Regions from separate parts of the Mus musculus genome. Here region 1 is linked to region 2. A link is a contact called in public Hi-C data. All regions are on one chromosome and are shown on one strand. Each heading gives the region's core, a stretch centred on a gene start, on an enhancer-like site or on the middle of the called end of the contact. The rest is flanking DNA. Distances are from core to core; before and after follow the strand shown. Region 1 holds the start of Psma2 (proteasome subunit alpha 2). Region 2 holds the start of Wdr37 (WD repeat domain 37).

Region 1 (4,479 bases), core at 1,328-3,827, 5.7 Mb after region 2:
CTTTCTCATAGCAATATCCACAAAGGACATGTTTCTGCTTCAGGTGACCACATTCAGGGCAAATGTCTATATTGTTCTTTAAAACAAAGAAAAACATATTAATAACAAGCAATATAATACATAATCACCAGCAAGAACTCTAACATGCTGACATTGTAGCTTTCTGAGAATGTTCGTGCTACATAAGACTATATACTAGCTAGTTCAACAATATATTTTAACAGGAAAACCAAAAAAAAAAAAAAAAAAAAATAGCAACACTGAGTTCAAATTAGTAAGAAAATTAGGACTAAAACTCAAGTTTACCAATCTGGTATATTTTTATTCGTATAGCCTATGGGTAAACTATTCTCAAATTCTTTTGTCTAATCTCCAGCTTGAGTAGAATATTTTCATTATATGAGTGTAGTGAATTCCACATTAACAATTAAAAGCATAGTCAAGAAGTTTGGAGATTTTTTTCAGAATTGTTTGTAATGATCTCATTTGACTTTTGAATTAAGAGCTCTATCAGTCCTCTAACTTCAAATAATAACCAACAAGGAGCCCATCTAAGCAATGGGATGATTCATTAAGAGTATCTTAAAACATTAAGGAAGAATTAGATTACGTATCTATCCATGATGAGCCAAACAAGATGCTAAGACTATTATAAGGCTGGTTTTCTCTGCTACACAAATACAATACCGGGCTATTCAGTGTTAGACTTGTGGAAGAGAGTGTGTATGTGCACACACCTACACCCGTTCACACATTACCTTAATTTTAATAAGCTTTTGAGGGTTTCTTCTCCTACATCGGTTAACTTCGATGGTGCGTCTGTTTTTGGGAGCTGCCATCCAAAAGATACTATCTAAAAAGCTGGAATTCTCTTTATTTTCACAAGTATCATGTGCTAGCTCTGTGAGGATGGATGGTCTCTGGACGGCTAATGCTGGTGCTATAAAACAAAACAGAGATGCCGAATCAACTCGGAGTTCCTAAATGAATACAGCCACTATTTCCTTTAACAGTCAACATGTGTAGTGTCACTAAATATACACACCTATAAATTATATGTGTTTGTGAGTATATGTGCACATGTAAGGTCAGAGGACAGCTTTCAGAGTTAGTTCTCTCCTTACGTCATACTGGCCATGGGGCTAGGACCCAGGTCCTGAGACTTAGCAACAAGGTCCTTTACTACTGAGCCATATGGCTGGCCTGACATAAATAGTTTTGAATGTTAAACACAACAAACATTAGTAATAATCCCCAGCTATTAAAATATACTAAAGCTCATATAAAAGGCAATTTAAAATACTTCAACTGGAATGCTTTCTTATTGCAAGCTACCAAAGCAGCCAGGCTACTCTACTAAGCATTTCCTCCGTATATAATCCGGGACACTGCAGTTCAGTAATAAGTAGTGTACAAGTAATCTAATCCCGAGACTCCCTACATTCACTCACATCACTGAGATGACTACAATGGTCATCTGTACCACACTATCCTGATCCAGTTAGGTCCTTTTTCTTTAAACCTGGTAGGTTCCTAAAGCCATTAAATTTTTCCTTAATATTTAATCTTAACCTGTGTTCTAAGAAAAGATTTATTATTTATGAGATTATCAAGTGTTTCACCTTTGTTTTTCTAAATTGCTTAGATCACTTCTTTACCCTTTCTTATGTTCTTCAGACTTGCGAACGTTCGTTCAATTCTTAGGACTTCTTACCACTACATAAACTGTCCAAGCACAGGCCTATTAGACAACGAATGGACTGAAATGATTATCTCAGGTAGAACATGGAGACAATTATTTATTATGCTGCGCTTGAGATATAATAAAATATATCTCTGTTCAGACTGGGCATTATCACTTTTGCGATACACTGTAAATAATACAGCAATCTCAAATTTAACGCCCAAGATACCAGGAGCTCGAAGCTAGCCTGGGCTACACAGTGAGTTCTAGACCACCCTGGCTACGGTGACAGTTTCAATAAATAAATAAATAAATAAATAAATACGAAGCTAGCCTGGGCTATACAGTGAGTTCTAGACCACCCTGGCTACGGTGACAGTTTCAATAAATAAATAAATAAATAAATAAATAAATAAATAAATAAATAAATAACCAATAAACAAACAAACAAATAAAATAACGAACCAATCAACCAACCAAAAACCACGCTACAACCCGGAAGCCCTCACCAACCCTCTTTCCACGAACTCTCTCCTTACGGACCCCACGGAGGACTGACAAAGCGACTCCAGCTCTGCTGCAGTTGCCGTTGTAGCAGCTCCCAGCACCTCTGGAGCGGTCCGGGACGCACCGGCCATGGTAGTGAAAGCAGCAGCAACGAAGGAGCCATGATCTTCTCAAGACAGAGCGGGACGCGGGCTGAGCGCATGCGTTAAGTCCGCCCACTTCCCCGCCTCCTCGCTCAGAGCATGCGCAGGCCCCTCTTGCGCATGCGCAAGGGTCAAAGACCGCTGTGATCCAAAAACTCCAACTCCCAGCTACCCCTAGGTGACTCTCCTCCAATCAGAGCAAAGAAGAAAAAAAAAATTAAAGGAAGCATACTTACTGCGCATGTGCGTGGCTGTGTTCCGACTTTCCGGGTAAAGATGGCAGAGCGCGGTTACAGCTTCTCGCTGACTACATTCAGGTATTCGGGGGACCCGCAGGTTCCATGCGTCGCAGATCACAGGAGCGCCCCAGACATGGTCCCGTGTGTCGGACCTGGCTGGTGTTTGCGTAGGAGTGCACGGTGACGGAGCTGGACTCGTAGCTTTGCAGAGTCATGTTCCGTGCCAGGCCTGGGCCCTGGCTGAGGCCGGCCGTGTTGCGGGCCGAGGGACGGGAGGCCCCAAGCCAAGCACTAAGCACTGGCTCTCCTTCTAGACTAGGAGAAGGGTGCTTTGAGATAGTCTGTTTTCAGCTGCTCTCTTCAGGTCCAGGATTTCTTTACTGGCCCGGCTAGGCCTGAGCGAGAGCTTTGTAAACCCAGACTCCTTATGGGACGTGTGAGACGTCCTTTTTCTTTTGGGAGATCCTTATTTGCTGTTAAATCTTAGTTTTAGTCTCTGTTTAGCAGCGATGTGCTTTGAAGCTCACACTGCTTTCGGTTTCGCCTGTGCTCCTGTAGAAGCTTAAGAAGTATAAAATGAAGGCGCTGATTTCCTGTCAAGTTTTTGTGGCACATGCAAACTGATAACCTCTGTATTTTGCTTGATCCACTAACAAATTGCTTTAAAACGATTTTAGACCCTTATGTTTTGGGAGAAAGAATTAAAGAGTTATATATATTTTCTCAAAGTGCAGTTAAGGGGAACTATTGTTCCCTGTTTAAGAAAAAACCATCATGGATGAACTTAGACAAAGGACTGTGTTTTGACCATTTTCTTTCTTTTTTTTTTTTTTTCTTTCCATTTTTTTATTAGGTATTTAGCTCATTCACACTTCCAATGCTATACCAAAAGTCCCCCATACCCACCCACCCCCACTCCCCTACCCGCCCACTCCCCCTCCTTGGCCCTGGCGTTCCCCTGTTCTGGGGCATATAAAGTTTGTGTGTCCAATGGGCCTCTCTTTCCAGTGATGGCCGACTAGGCCATCTTTTGATACATATGCAGCTAGAGTCAAGAGCTCCGGGGTACTGGTTAGTTCATAATGTTGTTCCACCTATAGGGTTGCAGATCCCTTTAGCTCCTTGGCTACTTTCTCTAGCTCCTCCATTGGGAGCCCTGTGATCCATCCATTAGCTGACTGTGAGCATCCACTTCTGTGTTTGCTAGGCCCTGGCATAGTCTCACAAGAGACAGCTACATCTGGGTCCTTTCGATAAAATCTTGCTAGTGTATGCAATGGTGTCAGCGTTTGGATGCTGATTATGGGGTGGATCCCTGGATAAGGCAGTCTCTACATGGTCCATCCTTTCATCTCAGCTCCAAACTTTCTCTCTGTAACTCCTTCCAAGGGTGTTTTGTTCCCACTTCTAAGGAGGGGCATAGTGTCCACACTTCAGTCTTCATTTTTCTTGAGTTTCATGTGTTTAGCAAATTGTATCTTATATCTTGGGTATCCTAGGTTTTGGGCTAATATCCACTTATCAGTGAGTACATATTGTGTGAGTTCCTTTGTGAATGTGTTACCTCACTCAGGATGATGCCCTCCAGTTGACCATTTTCTTAAGGACTGACAGCTGAAGGCAGCCAGGATCTACTTGTTGAATATAACAGTAACTAGTAGTGGTTTTTCCATTACCACCTATGTATAATGAGTTATAGATGAACCTGGACAATTGAACTTTTTCAAGGTTGTCCACAAATAGGTAAATCAGGACTCAAACCTTGTTGGTTTTGAAAACAATTAATAGACTTTTTGTTACAATATATTATCTTTTGAGAATTGCCCTTTACAGTTTCACATAAGAAGTGAGTTAATGTTATTATTTTGAAATCTTTAAATGAATTCCATTAAATTCCTTAGCAAAT
Region 2 (4,099 bases), core at 193-2,692:
TGACAGGCATCAGTAATTAAATAAGCTACCACCAAGAATTTTTTTCTCAATAACCAAAAAAGAAATTCAAATCTAGAAAGCATATCTTTCTTTGAATAAATCAGGACAGGACAACTAACAAAACTCTTAGTATCACTGCTGGGGGAAATACCCAACCCCAAGGATTTTACCTCAAATCAAGGGCAAAGTAAGATAACAGACCAACGTACCTATACTAAAGGAAGTAACATCTCAGAGTAAGAAAACCAAAGGAAGCATACTTAGGTCCTGTGTCCAGAAATTTATGCAAGAAGGCTTGATATACACTGCAAAAACGTAGCTGTCATAAACATCAAGGTCACACTGTTATTTCATGTGGCCACTGGCCACTGCTCTGCGTCTCCTATGGGCAACACTAATAGAAGGCCTCTACTTACTTTGGTCAGGTTATATTTATATATACTATGCTCAAGTATGTGGCTTAGGTGTCAAAGAGAATTTACAAACACTTGAAAATGTGATCGGCAAAGTAACCAAAACAGCAAGGAAGGTAGCATAATAGAAGATTTCTTAGAAAAGGGAGAAGTATCCTGGAGGCTTATTATCACCAGGTGTACTGCTTAGAGGTAAAAAGGTTTCAGTACCGCTTTGATGGCATACTTTGTAGGCCACAATAAGCAATGTAAAGAAAACCCATCTGAACTTCAAAGAAACTGCCTAGCAATCTACATCCGGGCAAGAGAGTGAGTGGTGTAGAGCTAACGGTCCTCGTCTTCAAGCACAAGAAACATCGAAGAGTTCAAGTTAGATGATAAAACCTCTAAGAACCTGATCAATCGTTCGGTTATGTCTGCTCGCGAAGTGAAATGGCATATTTATGCAACTTTTTGGTAAAACTGGCCCATTATGATGCCTTAAAACTTAGGAAATAGAAGTGTACGGGGAAGAAAAGGAAGTCTTCAGAAAGAGAAACAAAGGCGTGGCGGGGTTTTACCACTTCAGCATCTGCTTACCCCATCTCCGCCCCCCACCCTTCCTCCTTCCCAGAGGCCATACCCCGTCTTTGCGGGATCGAAGGCCACCATCTTCGAAAACTCTGGGCTTCCCACGGGACACAGACAGCCAGGTAGACGCCACTTGAGTACACAGGGAGCCAGAGAGAGTGCGCAGGATTAGGACTGTATCCTTCATCCACCTCGAAGCCTCGTCCCCACCGCCACCCGGACACCTGACATCCCCCGAGCGCCCGAGAAGGATGCCAAGCCAGACAGCTGAGAAGATGGCGTCACCTGTCACAGCAGCAGCACTCGCGTCCGCCTGGAACCAGCCTACGTCGCACTCAATTCGTAGATCCCCCCGCGACGAGGCTCCCGAGGCAGACCCAGAGCAGGAAAAAAAACCGGCCGATTCCCGCACTGACACAACCCGGCGACCCGAACTGGCGCGCCCGTACTTCCGGTAACTGCGGAAGTCCCGCCCTCAGAGATGGTCCTTAAAAAAAAAAAAACAGACCGGAAGCTCCGCCCCATGCCCAACGGCTGCGGAAGTTCTTTCCTGGTCTCCTTCGCTCAGTCCCACAGGCTTGTTCCGCGGGATAGTCTCCTGTTTTGGCTTTCGGCTTTGACGCCGGGTCCTGGAGACCTAAACTATGGCCTAGCAGCGCGCTGAGCCAAGACCCAGCGAGTGACTGCAGAACGAGTATGGCGTCCCCTGGTGGCGCAAGTAGGCTCAGCGCTTTCCCTGTTAGGAGCTTTCCCAAGGTGCTTACAGGCACTGCTAGACCCCAAATTCTGCACCACACACTAACGGTACACGCGATCCTTGCACGAATTGCTCCCCGAGACCCTGTAGCGTCGGTAACAGGGAGAAGCACACACAGCCTCCCGGACCGTGGGTACTTACCACTGCAGGGATTCCGGTGAGGGGTCCACGGTCAGGCAGGTTTTAAGTCCATCTGTCCTAAACACTCGCACAGCCCAAAAACTGGTAAGAAAAATAATCTATTAAAATGCAAAGTCGAGTGTACTATTTAACGTAATCGCTTTCAGAATCTCTCAAATCCAACTGCTTTACAGGCTGATCTGCTAGGAATGGCTCCTCAGGCAGGGCTCAGTGGGAGTCTTGCTAGCTGGCTGCAGGAGAGCCTGGTAGAGATAGAACTATTAATATTTCAGCTTATCTGCAGAAGATGACTCACCCAGTTTCCTTCTGAAATATCTGATCACCATTGGCTAAGAGGGGAAAATAGAATCAGCTGTTCACTGCAAAAGGTGGGACTTGAGCCGCTTTTCCCCGTTAATCAGGGTTGGGAAGACCTACATAGCAGAATGGAGCTGTTACATAAACAGCCTTGTCTCTGCGAGCAACTTGAACTAGATGTTTAAAACTCACCTACAGTAAAAGCATGATAGTATTTTCCTTCTATATGGGTCAACATTCTTCCTATAAGATAAAACTGAAGGTTCAGATTCAAGAAGCAGTAATGCAAGATGTTTGCTGGAGAAGAAATAAATTTATCGTATTTGGAGACTCGAATAACCAAAACATTCTGTACAAGAAATTGTGGGTTACTTGTGTATCAAGTATAATATTCAGGGGGCTGGAGAGATAGCTCAATGGTTAAGAGCTCTGACTGCTCTTAAACTGAGTTCAAACCCCAGCAACCACATGGTGGTTCACAACCATCTGTACAGCTAGAGTGTACTTGTATACATAAAATAAATAAATAAATCTTTTTTTAAAAAAAATATAGTATACAAAGCTTATCACTAGTAACAGTCTATAAATATGAACTGAGAAAAAAAAGATTTGGCTTCTCAGAGAAATCACTGTCAAATTTGGAGGCTGTGATATTTATTTAAGAAAATTTTAACTAGTAACAAAGAATGCATAAGACATTCTGCTGTTAATGATAGCCAGCAGAAAGTACTGTAAAGCATAGTTCCATATCCAAGTAGCATTCCACTAAGTTTGCAACAAAGCAGCCACATTTGGGTGCCACTTAAGATACTTTTAATGGAAGTACATTTTATCTTTGGTATATTTAGAGTTCCACCAAAAAAAAAAAAAAAACAAAGCGTGGTGGTTTTAATAAAATGGCCCCCATAGGCCTAGAGGGAGTGGCATTATTAGGAGATGTTGCCTTGCTGGAGTAGGTGGGATGTTGCTGGAGGAAGTGTGTGCCTGAGAGCAGTCTTTAAGGTCTCAGAAGGTCAAGTCTGGCAAGTGAGTCTCAGTCTCCTACTGCTTTCAGATCAAGAAGTAGAACTCTCAGCTCCTCCTGCAGTACCATGTCTGCCTGCATGCTGCCCTTCTTCCTACCAAGACAAGAATGGACTGAACCTCAGAGCTGTAACCAGCTCCAGTTAGATGTCTTTTGTAAGAATTGCTGTGGTCTTGGCGTCTCTTCACAGCAAGGAAACCCTAAGAGGTAGCTGTCTGTTAAGAGCACTGAGTATTCATGCAGAAGACCCAGTTTCAGTTCCCAGCACCCACAGGTTACAATTGACTGTTGTTGAGGTTCAGAAATTGCATCACAAACCATACGAACACAGATCTCAGGTAAGCAAAAATGGTTTGTAGAACACACACTCCAAGACTGATCAATCAGGACCACAAAAAGGATTCGGGAACCTAATTTTGTGGTACCAGTCTGTTTTTAGGGCAGGCTTTTTATAGGAAAAAACAGATTCAAAGGTTTAGAAGGTAAGGGGGTTGTGGGGGAGTAGCACAAAATGTTGCCTAACTAGACAAAAGTAGTAGCTGCTAACTTTAAGCTGATTGGTCCTGAGTAAGGTAAGAGGGGTGGCAGGTAGTAAAAGGGAATTTCAGAGCACTGAGATAACAGAGCATAAGTACTATAATCATAACTTCTTGGCTTATTAGTAGCATTCTTCAGTGTCAGCTATGGATAATCACTTCTGGAAAGTGGAGTCTGAGAACTGAACTTAATTTCAACTTATGAGCAAAATGGAGACTGAATACAAAATTGCTGCAGTGATGTTAAAAGGAGCAGGCTTCAACATCTGTAATTTCAGTTCTGTGGGCTCCGATGCCTTCTTCTGATCCCCTCAGGTATAAAGCACACATATGGTGTACATGTATGTAAAATATTCATACA

Evidence for each region. Hi-C and Micro-C count contacts between places; a contact is called where the count stands out from the background.
Region 1: a contact with region 2 is called in a Hi-C map of CD8 T cells, with 5 times the contacts expected there. The contact joins the promoter of Psma2 here to the promoter of Wdr37 in region 2.

The regions. Positions count from the first base shown.
Region 1 is chr13:14,610,665-14,615,143 of GRCm38.p6, forward strand. It overlaps Psma2 (proteasome subunit alpha 2), which reads left to right and starts at 2,578. Exons shown (of 8, transcript NM_008944.2): 1 at 2,578-2,651. The coding sequence starts at 2,611. It overlaps Mrpl32 (mitochondrial ribosomal protein L32), which reads right to left and starts at 2,373. Exons shown (of 3, transcript NM_029271.2): 1 at 2,228-2,373; 2 at 759-940; 3 at 1-76. The coding sequence starts at 2,354.
Region 2 is chr13:8,869,602-8,873,700 of GRCm38.p6, forward strand. It overlaps Wdr37 (WD repeat domain 37), which reads right to left and starts at 1,443. Exons shown (of 14, transcript NM_172445.3): 1 at 1,269-1,443.